Regions from separate parts of the Sus scrofa genome. Here region 2 is linked to region 1. Evidence: chromatin contacts called from public Hi-C data. All regions are on one chromosome and are shown on one strand. Each heading gives the region's core, a stretch centred on a gene start, on an enhancer-like site or on the middle of the called end of the contact. The rest is flanking DNA. Distances are from core to core; before and after follow the strand shown.

The links. Hi-C and Micro-C count contacts between places; a contact is called where the count stands out from the background.
Region 2: a Hi-C map of skeletal muscle shows a contact between it and region 1, with 4 times the contacts expected there. The contact joins the promoter of IGFBP7 here to the promoter of LOC100621115 in region 1. A contact is called at or near these places in 1 of 5 promoter capture datasets (liver), 12 of 47 Hi-C or Micro-C datasets (alveolar macrophages, embryonic fibroblasts, fetal heart ventricle and 8 more) and 1 of 2 datasets of contacts at active chromatin or transcription factors (skeletal muscle).

What each region holds. Positions count from the first base shown.
Region 1 is chr8:56,228,637-56,233,893 of Sscrofa11.1, forward strand. LOC100621115 (nitric oxide-associated protein 1-like) reads right to left here and starts at 3,546. Exons shown (of 7, transcript XR_002346682.1): 1 at 1,911-3,546; 2 at 850-1,014; 3 at 59-261. POLR2B (DNA-directed RNA polymerase II subunit RPB2) reads left to right here and starts at 4,094. Exons shown (of 25, transcript XM_003129037.5): 1 at 4,094-4,249. The coding sequence starts at 4,231.
Region 2 is chr8:56,354,525-56,359,505 of Sscrofa11.1, forward strand. IGFBP7 (insulin like growth factor binding protein 7) reads right to left here and starts at 3,298. Exons shown (of 5, transcript NM_001163801.1): 1 at 2,784-3,298. The coding sequence starts at 3,258.

The DNA.
Region 1 (5,257 bases), core at 2,296-4,795:
TTAAGCCAGCGCCCTCATAACTGAAAGTCCGTGTTTCTAGAAGACATTAAATACATACACAGTTGTCTTTGGTAATTCCGGGGGTGTCATAAAACCAGCGGGCATCTTTCACATCTTGTGGGGTCAGTTCTATGCGTCTGGTGGGTTTATCAGCAACCATAACAGGATCATCGCCCATGTCAAAGGCAAGAGAATTGGCATCGAACTCAAAGGCAGCTTCCTCCTTCTGTTCTGAGCATGAGAAGGTCCTTCCAACTCTCCCTAGAACAAGTATACTGAAGTCAGGAGTTACTCCTTTACAGCTTTGGACTTGAGACAATTCTTATGTTTGCCTGGAACAAGTCATAAGAGGAACTTCATATATGGAAGTGGGGTTACAACGATAGTTCTGCTTTATTTCTAAAGTCAGTGGGAGTCAGAGTCTTGTAATGATCAAGTGTGTGTGGCTGGCTGTGCACACTGGGGGGGAGGGAGTTGTGGAGGGGAAGAGTGCAGGAAACCAAACTGATGTTAGGAGAGAAAAGCTGAAAAAAGATACCAAGGAGAAGGTGATAATGCAGTTAAAGCCGCCACAGCTCAACAGCCTGTACCAGTCTGCAAGGTGGGGCCAGATTTGAGGGGAAATGCCTCTACTACTAACAATGGCCAGGTCTTTACTGGATTTCTCCAAGCACGTACTATCTTGATTTTCCAAAGAGTAGCCTTGCCTCTAAAGGGCCTCTGCATTCTGAAATGAGCAAGTGGTCTCTCCCCACAAACGTGGCCAGTCACAGAGAGCAGTAGTTCAGGCTGTTCAACAAAAAAATTTAATATGGACCCAACAAGAGTTTCCCTATAGAATATGCTTACCTACTACATAACCATGCTTTTTTAAGAGATTAAGTTGATTTTGTTCTTGCTGACTAAGATCTTCTTCTGCTTCAACTGCATCTCTTTTAAGCCTTTTTTGCCTTTGAAACATTCTGTAAGGAGTTGGGTTGCAAATAGGAAACTTTAGAAGGTTTAATGTAGTACCTGAAACAGCAAAGAATAAATATGTTGTTATAAACATCATACAAGAAAACAGAAGAAACAATTTATGAGGGTGTACCCCACCTTGTGTACTGTGATTACTTCTATTCATTTTCATGACAACCCTCTCCAAAATTATCTTTACTTTACATATGAGAAAGCAGGCTCAGAGATTGGCTAACAGGATCAGCCAGGATTTGAATCCCACATCTACAGGCCTAATCTTTTTCCATCTTCTACATTCTACTAACTAGTGTAAAAGTACTTCTGTGTATCAATCAACCAGCGTACAGGATAGAGAAGTACAGCTTATCAAGCAAAGTTAAATCCTAGTTTCAAAGTAACAAGTAGTTCATTTTGCCAACTGCTAGATACAAACAGGGTCACACAAGGATCCATTTTGCAAGGACTACAGACATCTCCCCCAAATCACACAGTTGACATTTTCCTCAACAAAGCCACACATCACGTTGCATTAGTGAATTATTCAGATATTAAATGTGCACAGTGTACAGATCTCCTGAATAAACTCAAGCAAGACCGGAGCAGAGGAGGGAGGTTTAGAAAGTAAAAGGATTAAACAGAGCAACATACAAAGAACTAAAGCTACGAGGGAAACCTCCGGGAGTACACGGGGCGTTGTCTTCGGGTTGGTCTACAGAGAGACCAGACCACAGACGTACTCCCCTATGTTTGTTGGAAAGTTAGTGCAACATATACCGAATTTCCAAGCGCTAAGCTGACAGGGAAGAGAAATAGGACCCAAGTAGGTAGGGGAGGTTTAAAGGGGAGGCTCCAGCCTCTGGTGGACATGAAGGAAGGAGTGCTAAGTGCTTAACCACCATCAGACCTCTCGCTTTTCGGAAAACCAAGGGGGTGGGCGGCGCCCTAAGTCTCACCAGGCCAAGCGGAGATGGTGGCCCTGTCGATAGCCTCAGCGCCCTTGGCGATGCAGTAATCGGACTCCAGGAGCGTGTTGAAGAGGGTGGACTTGCCAGCGTTGGTGGCGCCAACCAGGTAGACGTCGCCGCGGTAGCGCCAGGAGCGCTGGAGCGCGGAGATCAACTCTTCGACTCCGTAGCCAGTCTTGGCGCTGATGAGCCGCACGTCCCTAAGCACCGCGCGGGACTTGGCCGAGTGGTTCGCCTTCTCCGCCTGGTCCCGCGGCTGCTTCCGGCCGGGGTGTTGGGACCTCCGGGAGCCAGGGGGCGGCAGGAGCCCGACGCGGGCACAGTCGTCCCACAGTCGCTCCCGGATGCGCTGCCGGTATCCGGGGGCGTCCTGGGGCAGCAGGTCCACCTTGTTCCCCAGCACGATCAGCTGCTTGGGGCCCACGAGCGCGGGCAGGTGGCGCAGCAGGGCGTCGGGCAGATCCAGCAGGTCCACCATGTATAACACCAGGGCGGGCTCGGGCCGCCGCAGCGCGGCGCTCACGAGCTCCAGGTACTTCTCGGGACTCACCTGCAGGCGTAGGGCGCGCCGGTGGTGCACCAGCAACCAGCAGCGCTGGCACACCGTCCTCGCCAGCCCGCCGTCCGCCTGCGCCGCCGCGCGGAGGAACTTCTCGCTGGGCAGGTAGCCGGGCACGCCGGGGTCCTGGCAGTGCAGCTCCGCCCCGCATCCCGAACAGTTCAGGCCGCTGGGTGCCACCGTCGGGTCCGGGTGCCCCACGACCGGCTGCGCCCGCTGCACCCGCCGAGCGGCCCGGAGCTTCTGCTGGCGCCGCTCCTCCCGCCGCTGCTGCATCTGTCGTTCGTTCTCTTCTTGCCGCTGCTGCACCTCTCGTAGCTGGTCTTGGAGGGTCGGTGCGGGCTCCGGCTCCGGGATGTACTCGGGGAACAGAAAACTCTCCTCTAGGTCGGCCCTTCCTTCGCTGCCCCCAGTCGCAGTCCGGTACCGAGAACGCCCCCGGCCCAGGGCCCACGGGCGCTGGGATGAAAGGCTGGCCGCACATCTCCTCTCCAGGAGCGCGTCCTGGAGACCAAGGCGCGCGGCCGTGGGAGAGGCTCCCTGCAGGAAGCCGCACAGCAGCCTAGGAGCGAGGCGCGTGGGCAGCATGGAAACGCGGGCGCGGGCCAGGGGCGGGCCACCGGTTTGCCAGGAGCGCGTCCCGGAGACCAAGGCGCCTGGCCGTGGGAGAGCCACCTCGCAGGAGGCCGCACAGCAGCCTAGGAGCGAGGCGCGCGGGCGGCATGGGCACGTGGGCGCGGGCCAAGCGCAGGCCACGGGTTTGCACGCGCACTGCGGCCCCAGCTGCTTGGTAAACCGGAAAAAGCCTGGGACGACCAGAGAGCTGTCATTGGTCAGCGTCGCCCTTCGGCTCCTCCTCCCGATCGCATCTCGTGAGATCTCGCGATGAAGCCGCTGAGGCCCGAGAACCCACCTAAGGCGGAGCTAAAGGCACGGGAGGTCCGGGCTCGGCGGGGTTGGCTAGGTCAGCCAGCGAGTGAGGCTTTGGTCGGGCTTCGGCTGCTGCCTGCAGCTCAGAAATCGCACTTTTTTTTTTTTTTTTTTTTGGTCTTTTTACCATTAGGTTCCCAGGCTAGGGGTTGAATCGGAGCTGTAGCTGCCGGCCTACGCCAGGGCCACAGCAACGCCAGATCCGAGCCGCGTCTGGGACCTACACCACAGCTCACGACAATGCTGGATCCTTAACCCAATGAGCGAGGCCAGGGATCGAACCTGCAACCTCATGGTTCCTAGTCAGATTCGTTAACCACTGAGCCACGACGGGAACTCCAGAAATCGCACTTTTTAAACTTTAACAAAGCTGAGGTATAGTTGATGTACAGAGTAGTCATTTTTCAAAACTTTTTTTAAAGTTTTTGCAACTGAAAAAATAAAGCACAACTACATCCTTTTATTAACAAATCTTATTGTCTCCAGGGGCTACTATTTGTGCAACAACATTGCAAAACAAGACTTCATTCGGTAGCTGTGACGCGGCCCCGCGGGGCAGCCACAGAAGAGTCAACCCCCAAACTGCGCATGTGTAGCACTAACCTTTCGCAGGCCTTAGCCTACTTTCGCGCAGGCGCAAACCTTACGGCGGCTTCTTTGTGGGCGGGGTTTCGCGGGAGCCGCAGGATATTCTGGGAGCGCCGGAAACGGAAATCACTTTGCCTGGCGCTGCGGCCGGGGGGAGCCTGCTGGCGGTGGCTGCTGGCGGTGTCCTGCGTTTCACTTCGAGGATTGGGAGCTCCGGGGTCGTGTGCCAACATGTATGACGCGGACGAGGGTAGGTGACCCTTTAGAACACTGCGCGGCGAACCGTCGGAGGGGGGAAACGTGGGAGCCGGGCGAGTCGAGGGTTTGAGGCCTTCTTCCCCGCCCGCCGCGCGGGGTCCCCAGGCGTTTTCCCCTCCATCCCCGGGCCGGGGACGAACTAGGAGGGTGGACCGGCGGGGAGCGCAGCATTTATAACGTTTGTTGTCTCCACTGGCTGCTTCTGGAAAAGTGACACCCCCATCCGTCCGTATTGAAATAGCAGGCGGCTTCTGCGACCAGTACCGGTGTTTGGGGTTCATCTGAAGCAAAGGGCTCCTCGACTTCCCTTAACGTCAGAGATAGTGGATTTATTGAATAGTCGAATGTTTGAACGTCAGCTTGTGCTGGGCGATGTGCTAGGCTCTGCAAATACAGCCGGTGCAGAGAATACAGGGTGGGAGGGGGGATTGGGCTTGTTTGGCGTCCTTCACTCTGCTTTCCGCTTAAGTAAATTATCTTGAGAGATGACTTTTTTACTCAACAGGGCTAATATATACTCATTTTCTTTTTACATATAGCATCTTTAGTGTGTACCGCTTTTTCGTTATATGTATGTGTGTATGTACATATATGTATTTTTTTCTCTCTTTTTTGGCGGCCCCACGGCATTTGGAGTACCCAGGCCAGGGCTCAGATCCAAGCTGCAGCTAACGAACTAAGCCACGCCTGTGGAAACATTGGATCTTTAATTCACTGTGCTGGACTGGGGATCCAACCTGTGTTCCAGTGCTCCCAAGACGCCTCCAATTCGTTAGGCTACGGTGGGAACTCCTCTAATGCTTCCTCTTCCATTCTCCACAGCTATTGTTTCAAACTTCATTTTCTTCTAGCTCCCAATCTCGTTGACACTCCTCATATTTCTCCTTATTCCCTCAGAGAAAGTTGAAGCAAAAAATTAAACTCTACCGTTTAAGCTTCTGTTTCATTTTTATTCTGCATTTAGAAATTTATTAGCATCATTGTATTCTTTTTTCTTAAC
Region 2 (4,981 bases), core at 2,048-4,547, 130 kb after region 1:
AGAGTTACTGTAAAGAGCCTCACAGATGCCACCAAGTGGCTTTAAGGTGGCCCCAAAGGTATGAGCAAAGAGGACTCTTACGAGTGCATTTTCATTCCACAAGTAAAATTACTTCTGCGGGAGAGGAGGGGACAGGATGCAAAGGGACCAGGGGACTGCCAAGGAACTCAGATGTAAAGGAACGGAGCAAAAGGGGGCCAAGAACTAAATAAAGGAGCGCCTCGATCTCTTCCAACCCCTGAGAGAACGTCATGCCACATCCTGACGTCGCCATGACCTTTTCATTAAACTGGATTTTCAAATCCCCTCTTCCAGTTACTCATTTCTTTGGGGACCTAAGATTCAATGGCAATAAATTCATGATGACAGTCTTAAGATTTGAGATTATTAGGTCATTACCTTTCAGATAGAGCTTTTTAAAAGACAGATTTGCCTCTTATCACAGAGGCACAGAAAACAAGCATGGATAAGCACAGATAAACAAGATGGATAAGCAGTGATCTCAGAAAAGACAGGACTGGGAAGAGACGGGGGTGTCCAGGGCTCTAGGAAAGGTGCTCTGAGAGGTGGCTTTGTAACTTGCATGGATACTTTTTTTTTTTTTTTTTGCTGCACCCACTGCATGTGGAAGTTTCCACGCCAGGAATCGAACCTGTGCCACAGCAGCAACAATGCTGGCTCCTTAATCCACTCCACCACTCCCTGTATGTATACTTTCTTTACTAGCAAGACCAGACAGGCTTTGTGCATTCTCGGCTGTACAGCATCTGGCACGGAGCTGACACACGTCAGATGCTCAATCAACACAGGGTAAGTGAGACCAACAGAGATGCCCCCCCCATACTTGAGGCAGTGTAACTCAAGTTTCCCGAGGGTGGAAATGGCTGGAAGAAGCCAGAAAATTCATTTCCTACGCTGTGCAAAGGATTGGGAAGCGATTGGGAGTGTCTAAATAGCACAGAAGTTAAGTACTCTGATGGGTTTGCTTCTATAATTGTCAAAACACATCCAGGAGTCAGGAAAACTATTTGAGGAGATCTGGCTTTAGGCCCACTTGCCTCAGCTGTGGAAAAGTACTCTGGAGAACCTCGTATTCTGTGCTGCCCTCGCTGGCAGGCGTTCTCCTATAAATGCTCCCAGGCCCTATCCAGTAACTCTAAATTTAGGTTAGGAAGAAAAGACTAATTCACGACAAGGTTTCCAATTTTAGATACTATTTCTCTTAACATTTTCCCAAACATAAAGAAAAACTAGGTCTGCACCCTCCTAGGGACTGCATCCTGGGAGACGCTGGGGATTCGGATTTACATACTAATGAGCTTCTATGACTAGTTCCATGTGACCATCAGTCTCAGTATTTTATGACTGCACATCAGGGATGTAAATAGCATGAGAGAAGATGGATAAAACTAGCTACAGGCTAGAACTGACAACAATACTTAACTAATAACCAAGCCAACCTGTTCTGCTAAAGCAAGTTCCAGTGATTGGGAAAGACAACGGGGAAAATTCCCGTGGAATGTGTAAGAAAAACATCAACATTTGGAGTGAATTCTTAAACTATGCACATTTCTCTTTTCATGGTATGACTGATAAAGTAGATCAAAAGGAGCACATGATGGTTTCTGTTGGAAGAGTACGTGGATTATTTTGGATTGCGACTTTCTAAATTTAAAGCAGTGATAATATAGTTAACATAAGTCGCTTACACTATTTAAGGCTTTCAATAGTAAACTCTGAAGTCAGTGACAGAGGACCTATAAGCCATTGGACTTCTGGGAAGAACTCTAAAAAAAACCCACAATTATTTGGAAAGCTTGGAGAGAGCCTGAGTGTGTCAAAGAAGCAACTGCTTCTGTCATTTCAGAACTGTCTCCTCTCTCCCTTTTCCACCCTGGCTGGGACCAGGGCCAGGAGCAGGACTGCCAAGGCTGGATTTCTAACTTTCCCTTGAAACTGCTGCCGATGGAAAATGTTATTTCAGACATTAGAATTACAAGCTTGGATTTTGTTTTGTTTTGTTTTTTGTTTGTTTTCGCAAGTCCAGACTCTCTTTATTTTCCTCTTTCATTTATGGCAAGCTTGGACTTGTTTGGAATAAAATAAACGATCAAACATAACCTCAAAGGCATTCCTGCTGAACAGTGCATCCTGGGGAGAAATTACGCAAAAAAGGAACAAGAAAGTAAAACAAAATGGTCATAAAGTTCGAAACATAAACATCACAAAAAACAGTTCTTCAAAGAGTTTGTATTTTTTTTTTTGCCCACAAATAATTAACTAGTTAGATTACTGTTTGAGAATCTCTAACTTCCAGTAAGTGAATTGCTTCCCTTAACATTAGGAAACCAGGACGCCCAATTTTTAAAATTCCTACAATCTAGCCAAGCAAACGCGGGATAAACAACTTCTCTCTGAAAATCCTCCTGTATTTCACCAAACTTCTTTCCCCTATCTCCTGGCTCCATCTCTACACCCAAGCCAAGAAAGAATCATTCGAAAATGGCATCTCCGCATCCCCAACAGAACAGAGGCACCTTCTGGGAGTCGATCTGCCAGCTGAGCTGGGTGAGCTCTGGGGGAGGGAGAGTCTGCGGCATCAGGAAAAACTTTTTTCCTTCTCTGTCTCCAGTCGCCCCGCAAAGCTCTCTTTCCTGACGCACGCCCCAAACCCTCCAAAGAGAAGCCTCGGAAAAGAGAAGGGGAGGGTCACCCACCCTCCCGGCATCCCGCCCCGAGTCCAGGGATGCGCGCGCGGAGCCGTGGGAACCGGCCGTGCTCACCTTGCTCGCAGGTGCCCTTGCTGACCTGGGTGACGGCTTTCTCCCCGCGGCTCTCGGCCCTCAGGCTGGCGGCGCGCAGCTGGCAGCCGCTGGGGTAGGTGACGCCGTCGCTGCCGCACACCGGGTAGCGGCTCTTGCACACGCACACACCGCTTACGCCCGGGCCGCCGGCTGCTGCGCCCGCTTTACCCTTCCGCCTCTTGCGGCTCTTCACGCACTCCATGCCCGGCGCGCAGTGCCCCCTGCCGGCGCCGCCGCCCCCGCACGGCTCGCCCTCGCCGCGCGCGCACACCGGGCAGCAGCCGCACGCGTCGCGGGTCTCGCCCAGCGGGCAGCCCCGCGGGGGCAGGGGCGGGCAGGTGGCCGGCTCGCAGGGGCCGCAGGCGTCCGAAGAGGAGGAAGAGGAGAGGGGCAGCAGCAGGAGCAGCAGCCCGGCGGCGCCCAGCAGCAGGGCGGGCAGCGGCGGCCGCTCCATAACGGGGCGCGGGGCTCAGGGCGGCAGCCGGAGCGCGATTGAGCGGCAGCCTGCGGGCCTGCCTTTTAAGCCCTGCGCCCCGCCCAGCGGCGGGAGCCACACCCCGCGGCGCCTGAGCCCGCACCGCCTCTCCCACGCCCACGCCGCCCTCCCGGATCGCGGGCTCCCGCGCGCCCCTGCTGGCCGCGGGCGGGCATCAGCGGCCGGGCGTCTCAGCCGCTGGGATAGGCGCCCCTTTGGCTGCGGAGGGTGCGCCCCAGCCCTTCCAGGGTCGCCCGCAGTGACAGCAGCCCCTCATGATCTGGTCCCTGACTCTCACAGTCCCGCTAGTCCTAGTTTTTGTCTTTTCTTTGTCTCTTTATGGCCGCACTTGTGGCATATGGAAGTTTCCAGGCTAGGGATCCGATGGGAGCTGCAGCTGCGGGCCTAGGCTATAGATGTGGCAACATGGGATCCTTAATCCACTGAGTCCAGAGATCCAACCCGAGTCCTCATGGATAGTTGTTCAACCCGCTGAGCCACAACGGGAACTCCCGGATATACCCACTTCTCAACAACAGCAAAGTTGAGATGACCCCCTATTTAATCCATTATAGTCGGGGGTGGGGGTGGGGGTCTGGGAGGCCCGAGTACTGAGCACTCTGTTAAAAGAGTTTTGGAAGCTCCATTAAGAATAACGGGCTTTTCAACACCCACGTGAGGGTTTCGTGTCTGCATTGGCCACAGGCCCAGGGTGTCTTGGGTGCGGAGCCGAAAGGACAGGTCTTTGCCAAGCACTCCTATTTTCCAAGTACTCCTATTTTCGCGACCTCGTAACTGCCTCCTCCCGTGTGCTTTCTTATGCCAAGTCAGCTTGTAAGTAGGAGCACTGGAATTCCCTCCAGAGCTGGCAGGTCTTCAGTCCCAGTACACAGTACTGGGCCTCCATCAGACCCCTCTGGAGAACTGAGCACAGCTGGGGGTGCCACTGAGGCCCCTCAAGCGCCTCGATCTTCATCAATCATCCCCGTCAAAGCCTTTTTTTTTTTTTTTTGGTCCAAGAAAAAAGGCTCTTTAAATCCCTCTTATCCAAGCGTTTAGGTTGTTTCTTCTTTTTTCTTTTCTTCTTCTTCTCCTTTTTTTTTTTTTTTTAATGTCCTCACCCGCAGCACATGGAAGTTCCTGGGCCAGGGATTGAATCTGAGCTTCAGCTGCAAACTACACCAACAGCTGTGGCCACATCGGATCTTTTAACCCTTTAACCCTTTAACCCTTTATCCTTGGGCCCTTATGGGGAATGAACTTGAACCTCCGTAGTGACCCAGAGCTGCTGCAGAGGGATTCTTAACTCACTGTGCCAGAGCCAGAACTCCGTCCATTTTTATTAAACATATGACACTGTAGTGTGCATCATTATGCACATGGAATTTTAGTTCTTTGAGGTTTTTTTTTTTTTTTTTTTTTTTGCTTTTCAAGGCCACACCCAGCATATGGGAGTTCCCAGGCTAGGGATCCAATCAGAGCTGCAGCTGCCAGCCTACACCACAGCTCACAGCAACCCAATGAATGCTTAACCCACTGAATGAGTCCAGGGATCATGGACCCCTATCTTCATGGATACTAGTTGGATTCGTTTCCTCTGAGCCACCACAGGAACTCCCCGAGTTCTTTTTCCTTAGCACAAATGCAAGAATTTATAGGATCATTAACTCAGTTGTGGTTCACAATGCCACCAGCAATGGAT